2 separate regions of the Mus musculus genome follow, and region 1 is linked to region 2. The links are chromatin contacts, called in public HiChIP or PLAC-seq maps. All regions are on one chromosome and are shown on one strand. Each heading gives the region's core, a stretch centred on a gene start, on an enhancer-like site or on the middle of the called end of the contact. The rest is flanking DNA. Distances are from core to core; before and after follow the strand shown.

What was found. HiChIP or PLAC-seq counts read pairs in DNA pulled down with a chosen protein or histone mark.
Region 1: a contact with region 2 is called in an H3K4me3 HiChIP or PLAC-seq map of forebrain, with 5 times the contacts expected there. The contact joins the enhancer-like site here to the promoter of Atp2b2 in region 2. A contact is called at or near these places in 1 of 15 datasets of contacts at CTCF or cohesin (pro-B cells), 9 of 484 Hi-C or Micro-C datasets (8-cell embryo, B cells, bone marrow-derived dendritic cells and 5 more), 6 of 115 datasets of contacts at active chromatin or transcription factors (embryonic forebrain, embryonic midbrain, embryonic stem cells and 2 more) and 2 of 9 other capture datasets (embryonic stem cells and pancreatic islet).

Annotation. Positions count from the first base shown.
Region 1 is chr6:114,073,087-114,079,662 of GRCm38.p6, reverse strand. No RefSeq gene overlaps it. Among named protein-coding and RNA genes, the nearest start is that of Gm36023, 18 kb to the left of the region's middle. Within about 2 kb of position 2,857, at least 16 of the 459 cell types and tissues checked have an H3K27ac peak or open chromatin away from gene starts, as enhancers often do. A contact at or near this core is called in cerebellum, cerebral cortex and cortical neurons, where this site is marked.
Region 2 is chr6:113,888,737-113,895,078 of GRCm38.p6, reverse strand. It overlaps Atp2b2 (ATPase, Ca++ transporting, plasma membrane 2), which reads left to right and starts at 3,540. Exons shown (of 20, transcript NM_001036684.3): 1 at 3,540-3,826.

The DNA.
Region 1 (6,576 bases), core at 1,608-4,107, 190 kb before region 2:
CCTTTTGTCCCCATCAGTATGGGGGAGGGGCAGATATAGAAGGTAACAGATCTGGTGACCACAGACTCTATGACTTATAAAACAAGGCCCTAGACATGTTTAGCCTCCATGAAAGCTGGTGTGTGTGTGTGTGTGTGTGTGTGTGTGTGTGTGTGTGTGTGCACATGCGCACGCAAATATGTGTGTGCTAGTCCACATGTCTGTATATATGTAGAGGACAGATATCAATCTTGGGTTGTTCACCAGGAATACTGCCCACCTCATTTTTTGACAGAGAATCTCCCACTGGCCTGGAACTTGCTACTTAGGCAAGGCTGGTGCCCAGCTGGGCCCAGGGGTTGCCTATCTCTACTTCCCTGCTCCTGTCTTTACATGGGCGCTGAGGATTGACCTCAGGCCCCGGCTTTACTGACTGAGCCATCCCCTCAGCCAAGTGCTGATATTTTAATGATAATGGGAGTGTATTCCCTCTTCTCCACTTCTGGGTTTACAGAAAAGTCAGCTGTGGTCAGAACTGGTTTTGATTGTCAAGTCCAGTGACGGAGCGCTCAGCCCTCCCTGCCCCTACCCCCCTTACAGCATGGTTCAGAGGCTGCTGGCCCGAGTGCTGTCTGCAGTTTTGCAAATGTGTGCACATGCCTTAGGGTATTCCGCTGCCTTCTGGAGCCTTGCAAGACATGAGCCTATTTCACAGATGAGAAAACTGAAACCCAGAGAGATTTAGCCACAGGCACAGACAGGGTCACAGAGCTGAGCAGGGGCAGGGGCACCACAAACACAACATCTCATGTCTTAAAGGAAGTTGTCTGTGACCCCAGTGAATGGCAGGCAGGCATGGCCCAGGCTGAGCCAGGTGTCTGATTACATAGGCCTCACTGGACAGGAGCCCAGGAGCTAGGCATGGTCATCTGGCCTCCTCCAGGGACTGAGGAAAAACAGGGGACTCCACACTGAGAAGCAAGGATTTAAGCTCCCTTTAAATCTTGGCTATGTCACTTTCCAGCTGGTTGGTGCAGGAGGAGTCCTTGTCACCTCATGCTTCAAGTTACAGAAATGATGGCCACCCACAGGCAGTGCTGAGGGTCCTAGGTCAGGTGTTCCATGAGCACCAGTTCCCTCCTCTCCCCTTCCATCTCCCTCCTTCATTTTCCTCCTCCCCCTCCTTTCCTTCTCTCTTCTCCCTGTCCTCTCTCCCTCCTCCCTCTCTTGCTCTCTTCTTTCCACTTGCCCCTCTGGCCTCTTGGCTTGGTCCACCTGCCCACAATTCGTCCAATCAAGCATCAATGCACAAAGCACTTTTAGATCCACTTACAAGGACTTTCAATGAGATGGAGCTTTAGAAATCTGGGAGTCATCCTGAGGGTGAATATATTGGACTCTTACTTCATCATGACATGGGCTAAGATGTTGACTTATGAAGAAAGACGTGGTCCATGGTTGGCCCATGGTTATGGGGGCCTCAGTCTGTGCCAGGCACCTCTATGGCATTCAGGCCTCATTTGAGGGCTCCAGGTGGCAATGATGGGAGTGTTCTATACAGGAAGTTAAATAGTTCACATCCTGCTTGGGAAGTAAAAGAAGTGGGGGAACCAGTGTCCCTCAGGCCCCTCCACAGGCACATGCTCAGAGATCTGTTTCCCTCCTAGCCCCACCTGTTAAGAGTCCCACCTCCTTCCAGTAGCCCCCAGACTGGGAACCAGGCCTTTAACACACAGGAGGGCAGGGCAGATCCAAACCACAGCAATGGGAGCCAGAGGATAGCAGAGGTTTACCGATGAGAGAGTCAAGGGGGCTGGAGGGATGGCTCAGTGGTTAGATGCACTTGCTGCTCTTGCAGAGGACCTGGGTTCAATATCAGAACAAGTTTGGTGACTCACACCCAACTGTAACTCTGAGTCCAGGGGATTCCTTGTAAACTGTGACTACGTGGGGGAAATCTGACTCTCCTCTCTCGGGGCTCTTTCAGAGGCCTTCTGAAGACAGGGCATATCTGTGACAGAGCAGCTAGGGAACTGGACCCCAGGGACTCCTGTCTTCCTGGGACCCAAATGCAGATCCTAACTCTGACCCACGACCAAGGATCAACCTTTCTGCATCTCAGAAATGCCATCTGTGAGGTGGGGTTCCTTGGTCATGGGTCTGTGTGAAGATTTTGTCTTAATCGCAGTCACATGGCCTGGTGATAGTAATAACTACGTTTAAGACATAGGTTATGAAAACATCCAGGAATATACATGTGCAAACTAAAATGTGTATGATGTCATTAGGTGTGATACAATGTCACAGAGGCGCTGACACATGGGTGGTCCCCTATATAGAAACATTGTTATGTAAGACATGGCCATGTTTATCATATTTTTATGATTAGCTATTACTGTGGAATATAAATGACATACATCATATCTGAATATATACATATATATGAATAAGCCAGGCATACCTTTAATCCCAGCATGTGGAAAGCTGACACAGGATTGTAAGTTTAAGGCCAGCCCAGGCTGTTTATCTGTCTCAAGAACAAAAACAAAACAACAAAAGATAGAGACTTTAACAAGTTGTACATTATACAACATTCCAGAACATACAGTAACCATAAGAATAACACCTTAAAATATGGCCAGGCACACCATACCTAATGCAAACGCCACTGCCTCCAGGAGTGGAAGGACCAGGCTGAATGCCTGCCTTTCTTCTGTAGAATGGCTCTGGGCTATTGGAGTGGTGAACTGGGGTAAAAACATGCTTTGGGGAGAGAATGGTTGGTAACCCTAGGTCATCAGAGTCTTCAGTGTGTAGCTGCACTCTCAGGCCAGGCACAGGGTGGCAGCCACACTGCAGGCTGCTGTTATGATCCAGGACAGCACTGGGTGGCAGGCTTGTCCTGGTTTTAAGGACACCAAGTCCCTGCAGTGTGGAGGAGGCACTGCTGGCTAAGTGCCTCTATTTTCCCACAACCTCCGCTGTCCCGGAGTGACCCCAGTCAGCCTGGAATGCAGATTTGCCACCCACCCTTGTCTCAGCCCTGGGAGCCCACTAGAGTCAGGGTGCCCACGGCTTTCCAGAATGCTCTGTGCAATAGGCAGATGCACTTTATCCCTTGGGGTCCTGTCACATCTGTTCTTCCCCTGACCAGACACTAACCACACAGTAGACCTGCACCTTAGTGCAGGACATCTTCATTCATTCCTTACATCAGCCCTGATGAACCTATCCAAGCAGCAGGACCAAGGCAGCCACCTGCCTCATAAATTCTGGTGGGGGTCATTGAAGATTGCCCTTCCTGGCTGGCTCTGCCCAGTCTGTCAGGGCCCCTCCCCAGCCCTGGAAACTAAGCATTTTCTTCTAGTCCTTCCCCAAGGTCAGCCTAGGACCATTTCCCGGACTCCCCTCTCCCTCTAAGGACACTGATGTAGGTCTCTCTCAATAGACACCCCATGCTGCCTGACCTCCAAGTCGAGCCTGCCTAGCGTACTCTGTCACCATAGATCATGTCTTCCAAGGTTCCTGCTCTCTGCAGTGATCTGAGTCTGAGCTGTCAGCGGATAACCATCCCCACAGGCCTGAACACAGACCCCCCCCCCGCCCCCAGCCCAGATCCCATCATTGTATGGCCTTGAACAGGGTAATTTCCTTCCAGGTGAGTCATTCTGACATAGAAAAGTGGCCAGTAGCCACTTCCCTACAGTGGTCAGCAGGATAGGAGCCAAAGTTCCCAGCTAGGTAACATGCTTCTGCCATAACAAGGAACATTCATTCATTCACTGTATATTGAGCATGCTCTATGAACCTAGCTCTAAAGACACAATGGTTGGCAAAGTCCAAGGCTGGACCAGCCTTTCTGAGAGAGCCATTTGAAATAATGTACAGCCAGCATGTCAGAATACTGGCAGTCACTGGACCCACAGTCTCAAAATTCCATGAGTGACCTAGTGTTGGGATTAGTGGTGACTCTATATCTGGTCACCAGAGATGCCGCATCTTGATTTCAGCAGGATCCAGGCCTCTGAGGAGGGGTGGAGTTACACATCTAGAATGGGGACCTTCACATTGTGGGGAAAGAAATCCAGAAGCCGAGACCATTCCCAAGAAGTTCATAGACAGAGCGCTTTCCCAAACTTTAACCTCAGGCCCTGCACAGCAGGACAGCATAGATCCCACCCTGGGTCTCCAGAGAGAGCAGGGATGGTGGCATGGTGACAGAAGTGGAAATTACCAGTGCTGGTGCCTCCAATCCCACCCCCTTGCCATGTTTTGACTCCAAGAGAAACTCAGTTTTAGCCAGGGAAGCTGGTTAAAGAGGAGGGCAGGATTCAGGGACACCATGACTTCTGCCTTATTGGAACAAAGTTTCAAATTGTTCCCACTGCACCTGCTTGGGGAAACTGTGTCAGAGCCCTTCCGGACCTGTCAGTGTTAGCCACCCACAACTTCTCAGAGATAGGCACTGAGTGGCTCAGGGTGGGAGGGGGAACTGTCCTAGTTTTGTAATTGGCTCCCATGGCGCTGCTCAACGGTTATTAAAATACGGACACAAAACCTCCCAGAGAAATCGCTCTGGGCCTCTATTTATCATGTGCTTTGTAAGACGGACAAGTGGGGGCCAGTCCATGGAAGGTCAGCGACCCGATGCTTCAAGGTCAGATAATTAACTTTCTCAGGATTTGCAAAGGGAACACGGATGACGACTTAGGGTCTCCTCACTTGACAGAGCCCACTGCACAGCTCTGGCCTCAGCACATGCTGTTCTCACCCGAGTCCTTTCTGAGGTGACTGTCCTCCCATCCCCAAAGCCTGCAGAGAGCAGGCAGGAGGTCAGCAAACTCAAGAGATGATACACTAAGTTCTCTTCCTGCCTGTGCTGTGTATTTTTCTAGGTCAGTGATTCGTGCAGCTGTTAGGCCAGCAGTGACAGTCTGCCCTAGGAACATTCTAGAAATGCCCATTTTCAGGTCCCTTCCCCAGAGAAACTGGACGTGCAACCCAGACATGCATGTGTTTGCACCTACTCCATGGCCAAGTCTGATGTCCATGATAGCCATACTCTGTAGAAGACAGCAGTAGAGAGCAAGGACTGGGGTGCCACTCCAACAGGGCTTCTGTCACCAAGGGGCTCCCTTTAGGAGCTGGGGAGCTCTAGGTGACCACTGTTGCAGATCTCAGGACAGCAGTCACAGCCAGTGTGACAGCACTCAGGTAGGTGAGGAGAAGGAGATGGAAAAGGGGCAGGATGAGGTGAGGTCAGGGCCAGAGGGTGAACTAACTCACTCAGCAAACATTTGCCAAGCTCCTGTTATATGACTTGAGTGTTTGTCATGTCTTGGAAGGTCACACAGTCATGCTGTTTGGAGGGGAAGCCTCTGGAAGATTAATGGGTCCTGGGGGCTCTGCCCTCGTGGAGTACTAACAGGCTTGTGGGCCATTCAGGAATGGCTTTCTTAAGAGAGTGAGCCCTGTCAGGCACTCTTGCTTCCTCACCAAGCAGTGCTCTGTCACCTATGGACCTTGCAGAAGGCTCCTGTCCTTTGCAGCCCCATTACCTGGGACCCCATCTTCCAAAACTACCAGGTAAAGGGATGGGATTGTTTGTTTTGTTTTGTTTTAATAAATGATCCAATCTCAGGTACTCTGCTCTATTATGTTTTAGAATTAAATCTAATTTATATCTACATGTATGTGTGTGTGCTTGCACATGTGTGTGGAACTGCCCTCTAAGGCCAAAAGACAATGTAAGATTCTCTGGTTGCAAGCTATCTAAAGTGGATGCTGATAAATTCAAGTTCTGTGCAAGAACAACACATGCTCTTAACCACTGATCCATCTCTCCAGCCCAGATTCTGTTCTGGACTCTGGGAACATGGGCAACAGAGTCCCTGCTCTTAGGAAGGGTGTGGGTTTGCAGGATAAAAGGATGAAGGAGCCTTGGGCTGTTGAAGGCAGTGAAGGTGGTCAGATAGAGAGGAGCTAACTCAGAGGAAATGGAAGGGATGACACACAGGGCTGGAGGTGCACATTGGGTGTGGGGGAAGTGGGAGGGGCCAGTACACTCTTGGTGTGGAGGAAGTGGGGTCACAGAGCCGCTCTACTTCTCCAGGTCAGATGAGGTCCCCATGTTCACCACCACCTCCAGGGGCAGCTCAGGGGCCGCTCAGGCTTGTACGTATGACAGGAAGATCCTAGACATTCATCAAAACCAAACTACATCTGGGCTGTGGAAGTGCAGCTGCAGACATTATTGGGCCAGGTATTGGGAAAGGAGGTGACATATGACACGGCAGTTGAGCATGAACCCTTGGGGTACGAGAGTCACGGGACGATCCTCATCCTTAGGACAACCAGGTCTGCATTTACCTGCTTCATAGCTTAGGGAAGTTCTGGCTCCCAAACACAGCCACCTCCCCTGAAGGGAGTGGAGTGGCCGCTCTTTTATGAATGTCCCTGCCAACCCCATTTTAAAACTCAGTTGCCACAGGAACAGGATCAAGAGGTGGGGTAGCATCGCTAAGAAGTGACGGCCCTGACGGAGGGTTCTGCTCTGTGACTAAATTGTCACTGTAACTGCAGTGGTGACTTCCTGCC
Region 2 (6,342 bases), core at 2,291-4,790:
TGCTCCCTACTATGGAGTTGAGCCATCTGAGACCCAGAGAGGTTGAGTTCCTTGCCCAAGATCACCTCAAATGTAAAGTGAGCTAGTTTTGAAACTGGAGGATAGGAAGTCCGGTTCCAAAGCTTGCAGGGCTTTGGAAAAAGTGGTGGGAGAAGAGCAGGTGTGGGCCCTGGTGCAGCTGAGGAAGGACCAGGCCATGTGAACTCTTGGACACACATTCTGATCCACCCAGAGGCATCAACCGCAGAGTCCCTGGCTGTTGCCTCAGGCTTAAGAAGCCTCTAGTAGGATCAGAGGGCAAGGCCTGGGACCCCAAATGGACACATGTGGGTTCCAGCTTGGCTCCACTTTCTGCCTCTACTTCTTACTAGGTCCCCAGACCCCCAGGACTCCGTTTTCTCTTCTGTAAAATGGGCCTACATGTAGTTGTAGAGCTCAGAGACAGGCACAGAAGAGGCCTTGGGAAGGAACATCTCCCCTAGGATACAGATACTCTTGGTGACAGTGGCCATATTACCAGAGTGCCCTGAGATCCCTGCCCAGGGGCCCCAAGGGTACCTCCTATCTCTTCATGGACAGCCTGTGACCCAGGGAGGAGTCCATTGGCTTATGACTCCAGCAGACTGATCTCCCCCATTCACCCCTTCTTCTGGTCCTAGAATCCCAGCGTAACCAATCAAACTCTGGAGTCATCAGCTGCTCTCCTGTCCTTCCTACTTATCACCCCTGCCCTGTCCCGACCCTCAGACCAGGTCCACCATGAGCCAACTCAGGCTGGATGAAAAGCTGTTGGTGACATTCTCAGCTGGTCACCTATCTATGTGCCATGCTCCCTGTGGGTGGCCCTCATGTCATGTCCAACCTCCACAGGGTTGCAACATAGATGCCTTGTTTGTCTGATTGCTCAATGCTCCAGCTTGTCCAGACCCCCGTTCCTAACGTATCCTGGAAGGGCAACACAGTGACCTAGAAGTAGCCACAGCCAGAAGAGACAGCCTAAGGTCCAGGGCAGTATCTGTGGCTACCCTCCTACCCTCAAGGACATGGTTAAGCAAAGCATCTCTAGCTTTTCCTTTAGAGCCTCAGCTTGGGCCATTGTACTGTAGGAGATCCAGTTTCCAAGGGTCTTGCTGGGTCTGGTGCTTGGTAGGCCAAAATCACACAGCAGTGATTCATTCAGGCCTTTATTGCATCTGTAACATGGTGGCATCTAGCATATAGGGCCGTAGGGACCCATCTGATACAGACACAGCCCAGTGAGAGGCATAGACCTGTAGACCATCACAGCATGAAATGGTCAGAGATGAGACAGAGGTACGAACTGAGTATGTGGGACTAAGCAGAATTGTCTGGCAAAGCAGCAGCCGAGGACAGCTTTGCAGGATGAGCAGATACTAGAAGCCACGGGGATGCACACTCAAAGATGGAAGGACACAGAGCCTGGCTTGCCAAAGAGATAGCTATTTGGGTCCATTTCTGTTAGATGCTGGTCTTGGACTCCAAGAAGCAAAAATCTGCAAGTGATTGAGCGTCTGTGAGTGAAGCCAGCATGTCTCCATGGAAGTCACCGGGCAGTTCCAGGTCAGTCTTTTGAGGTAGATAAGTACTGGGGTCCCTGCGGAGCATACCCCCTACTTGTAGGCAGCCTGGGCTTGGGACTCACAACCTCAGTCACAGGGACAGTTTATCCAGGTGGCTGTGTAACTTACCCCCGACAGCCACATGCAGTTTTCCCCTCTAAGTGTTCACAGTAGTCCCTAGGGTGCAAGGAGCTGTGGTTTCCTAATCTGTAGGAGGCTCTGTATCTGACATAGGAGAGGACATAACTGTGGAAATCAGTGGGCCCCAGCCAGTCCCCCCACTCCTGCCAGGGTTCTCTGTTCACTAGGGGAAAATGTATCTTGCCCCAGAGGTAGGGAAGCACAGTGGCAGGCTCCTGCACACACAGTGGGCTGCAGAGGCCTCTCACCTGATGCCCTCTGGGCCTGCCTCCCTGAACCATTGGGCCTTAATGGCTTCTCTAACCTGGTGGGGGCAGGTTGGCCTACAGCCTCCCAGCTTGGTCCTGGGGAGGGATTCATAGGGACCGTGGTGACTTAGAAGTCTTACCAAGATGCGTCCAGAATAACCCCAGGAGGGGTGATATTCCCATCTACAGCTTCAAGAGGAAACAGAGATAAGGCTGTTTTGAGGGGCTCCAGCTTGGTCTATTGACATGAGGCCCAGGGCTGCCCCATGGGAACCCTAGGAAGGTGTTACATGGGCAACCATCAGGCCTGGTGGACATCCTTAGAGTCTTAGCACCCCACCCCTTATGCACATGTGCGCGCGCACACACACACACACAGAGAGAGAGAGAGAGAGAGAGAGAGAGAGAGAGAGAGAGAGAGAGAGAAGAGAGAGAGAGAGACCCTGCTTGGCTGGGGTATATGGGACCCTCTGAACTGTCTAGCAGTTGGTGATGGTGGTGTGGTCCTGCTCAAGGGCCCTCCCTGCCTTGGGTTCTGCTCTGGCTCTCTCCTTCCTCGGCCCCTCTGTGTGGCGGGTTCTGAATTTGGTGCAGTGCAGACTTTCAGCTTAACGAGACAAATTGATATTCCGTGCCAGGCGGAGATGGAGCAGCAACAGGACGCTCGCTGGGAAAGACGGGCGGGCGGCTCCTAGGTGGGCAGAGATGGGGGTGGGGAAGGAGGCAGGGAGGCAGCTTTTTCTGGACCTGGCTCTAAGGGCACTCCCCTCCCCTTGCCTTGCCCCTCCTGCACCCACTCAGGCTGACAGGTGTTCCACCATGCCGGCCTTGAAGGTCCTTCTATAGGCCACACACATCCAAGCAGGACGCCACTCCTGAGGTGTGGGGAGGCATGGCCACAGGGCACCTTGGCTAGTGGAGGAAGTGAGAGAGAGACACCTCATTCAATGAGACCCCCCTCCCTCACCTGGCTATCCGGGCCTTAGCCCCACCTTGTCTGGAATTAAAGAGGAGTCCACAGGTCTGCCCTGTGAGATGAGAGAGAAGGTAGTGAGCAGCTGGATGGGAGAGTCCATTCCCTCGGACTCCAAAATGGGATCACTCTGGACTCCACAGACGCACTAGTCCAGTGCGGTCACCCCCAACTCCTCACAGATACCTTGGCAGATACTGGGAATGTGCTAACACTCCGACAGAGAAATGGCCTCTTCAAGGGTTCTCCTGACTGGACCCATCCCCACCCTGGAGCAGGTGAGCACACCCAGGCAGCTTGTGGGGCTGCAGAGGGGTGTAGACAGTGACATCCAGCAGCTGGCTGGAGAGTCTGTTCCATAGACCCTGTCACCATAGGTGCATTTAGGTGTTCTCCCTTGTGCAGTCTTTCTTCCAGGTATAGAGCCATCCTGTCTGCATCCAGGGAGCCTGGAAGCCCCGACCCTATCTAACAAAGTAGGAAGTGACTTAGGGAAGGCACATAAAAACAATGCCTCCTCCTTTGCTCTCACCGCCCCCTTGCTCGTCCTGGGCTGGGCTCTGACCCTCCCCTTCGCGTGCCCTTGACACGGCCTCCTGTGCGAGGGGAACGGGCCTCTCCCTAGGGCTCTGCGGGCGGCCGCGGATGCGTCCCGTGGGAGCGATGCCCAGAGCCGCGCTCCCAGGCGCGGGGTGGTTCGGTCCGCGCTCGCGCCCCTCCCCCGGCGGCCGCGCCCCCCCTCCCCCCCAGCCTCGGGAGCGATGGTACAGTCTGCGCAGGGACCGGGCGCGCGGGCTGGGCTCAGCGCGGCGCCAGCTGCCGCACCGCGATTACGGGCTGCCCGCCTGGAACCCGAACCGATCGCTGGCGATTGCCTTAGCCAAGTAAGTAACCGGCATCTCTCCCCTCATCCAAGCATGAGAAAATAAAAAATAAAAAGCGCCCGGCCCCGCTCTCCCCTTCCTCCCTCACCTATTTTGATTTGATTTGATTTGATTGCATTTCCCGTTTTTTTCCCCCAGTGCTGATGGTGGCGGCGGGAGGAGGGGGGTGGTAGGAGCTTGGCTTGTTTATCTGGAGGCAGCTGGGGATGCTTGGGAGCCCGGGCTGAGGGACACTCTAGGGTGAGGGGTTGGGGTGGGGGCTGGGGACCGGAGCAAAGAGCCCCGTAGGAGGGGATGCAGGGTCTCAGGTGGATGCTGGTGGCCTCCAGACTGCACATGCCCCCAGGATGTTATGCAAGGGCTAGTGGTGGCAGCCGGTCAGCAGGGACACCAGTCTCCTCTTGAGCCTGGTCCCTGGGAGACATAGAGTACTGGAAGGTGTCCCAGGAAAGCTGCAAGGGGAGGCCCCTATGAAGGGTCTCTTTGATGGTGGGCTGCTGTATACAGGGATCTACTGGATGAGGAGAGCCAGGCAGGTGGTGGCAGGGATGTGTCCCAAGTCCCCTCCGTGGCAGGCAGGGGCAAGAGTGGGTGGCCAGGCCATTTTGCAGCAGTCATGCTAGATGGATGGTGGAGTTGGCACTTTAAGCCCGGAAGCACAGCTCCTCATCAGCCTGCTTGCTTAGGTGGCCCCTCTGAGTACTGAGACACCTGGGGCTCCTCCCTGCCTCCCTGCAGGACCTGAACCTCCCTCCTATGGTCGTCAGGTGCTGGCAGCCACCCCCTTTAAGCCAAGTAGCTGACCTCTGCTCCACATACTGAGTGGGGAGGGGACCCTTCAGCTGGCCGACCCCCGTCAAGGGAGGTCCCCTCAAAGGCTGAGCCTGGCTCGACCTTCAGAAGGGTAAGTGAGTAGGCCAGTCACCAGCAGAGCTGAGAGTAGAGGGTCTCATTGTGAGGCTGAGCCTTAGCAGTGTAGAAGGGGCTCCCCTCCACTGGGCATTGCTCTCCACATCGCTAGGAGGAGGCAGAGCTGACGTTTGGGGCATTTCCCAGAGCGGGCGGTTGCCATCCGGAGAAATTCTCTCTTTTGACGTGTGCAGTAGGAGGGGGCTTGGAGCGCAGGCCTTTGAGCTTGGGGCTTCCGCCTGGTAACTTCCTTGAAGGAGCAGTGGCAAGGAGGGGCTGCGGTCTGGGGAGTCCGCAGAGGGAGGAGGACTAGGAGAGGATGCTAATGGCCTCCCATTTATCCACCTTCACAACCCAGTCGTGAGCGAGGGTGCATGCCTGTGCATAGATTCACTCCTGCATACACATGGACTAATAGAGAACCCACAAGTAGTGCATCATACATGTTCAGATCATACATGTGAACACACAATGCCTGTACCAACAGATGAGATCTGGCCTCTGTGCACACAGCATGCATCTCTGGCTTCTTAAGACCCCGTTCTATGCACACCCCAGTGAGTATAGCCTGCCCCCACATGCTTGCAGCCCTCACACACACAGGAACCTGCAGCAGCTACCCTGGTGTACTATATACCCATGTGGGATGCCCCAGGAGTGCAGTTGACAGGTGCATAGGACCCAAATGCCTGTCAACACAGTGCCCTGGAATGTGCCCACAGGTGAATGACAGAGTCACATGTAAGACAGCAGTGGGCATAGCTGCTGCACCTCTGCAGACACTATGTTGCCCTCTCAGCTTCAAGAAGCAAAGGTGGCCCTAGGAGCCCTGGGGAGAGGACCCTGGGGAACTGACTATGAGGCCAGAAGGACTGTGGATCCTGAGTGGCCACCTCAGCTTCCTGAAGGCCTGAGGGGTGGGTCAGCCCATGTTCCCGAAGAGCAGTGATTGGACTGAACAAGGCCATCTGTGGTGATTGATGGTCTGCAGAGAAGGCTGCCTGGAGTAGGGAGGGAAGACAGGGGTGGGGGTAGGTGCAGTGGCTGCCCATTGGTCAGACCACCAGCAGCCGGCAAAGCCCACTAGCCCTTTCTGGAACCAGGAAGCCAGCCCACTATCATGTGGCATCTGAAAGCCGGAATTCCTTCAGTAGCCTCCAAGTTGGCTCCAGATGAGGACAGAAAAGCTACCTGTGATTTAGTGTGCAGAGCCTGAGACATCCACCCCTCCTCCACAGCCTGCCCTCCACTCCCGTCACCCAGTCTTAGTGGGAACACTAGTAAATGTCACACCCGCTAGCATCTGCAGAGCTCTTTGCCCTGTACACATTACTTCTGTGCAATTATCCTTAGCGTCCCCATGTCTCAGGTGAGAGACAAGAAGCCACCAACCAAGGTCACGCAGCTGGAACTGTTGGCACCTCTTTGTGAGCCATCTAGCCCCTCTGGTATGAGGTCAGACCCAAGACAGAAACCTGAGAGGTGATAGGTACGCTGTCCCCAACAGGGGTGGCTTTCTGTCTCTGGGCTCCGTGTTAAGAGCATTGGGAGGCCCTGCTGGGCTCTTTCAGACCTCACAAAAGAAGCAATGGTGGCCCGTGTGGACC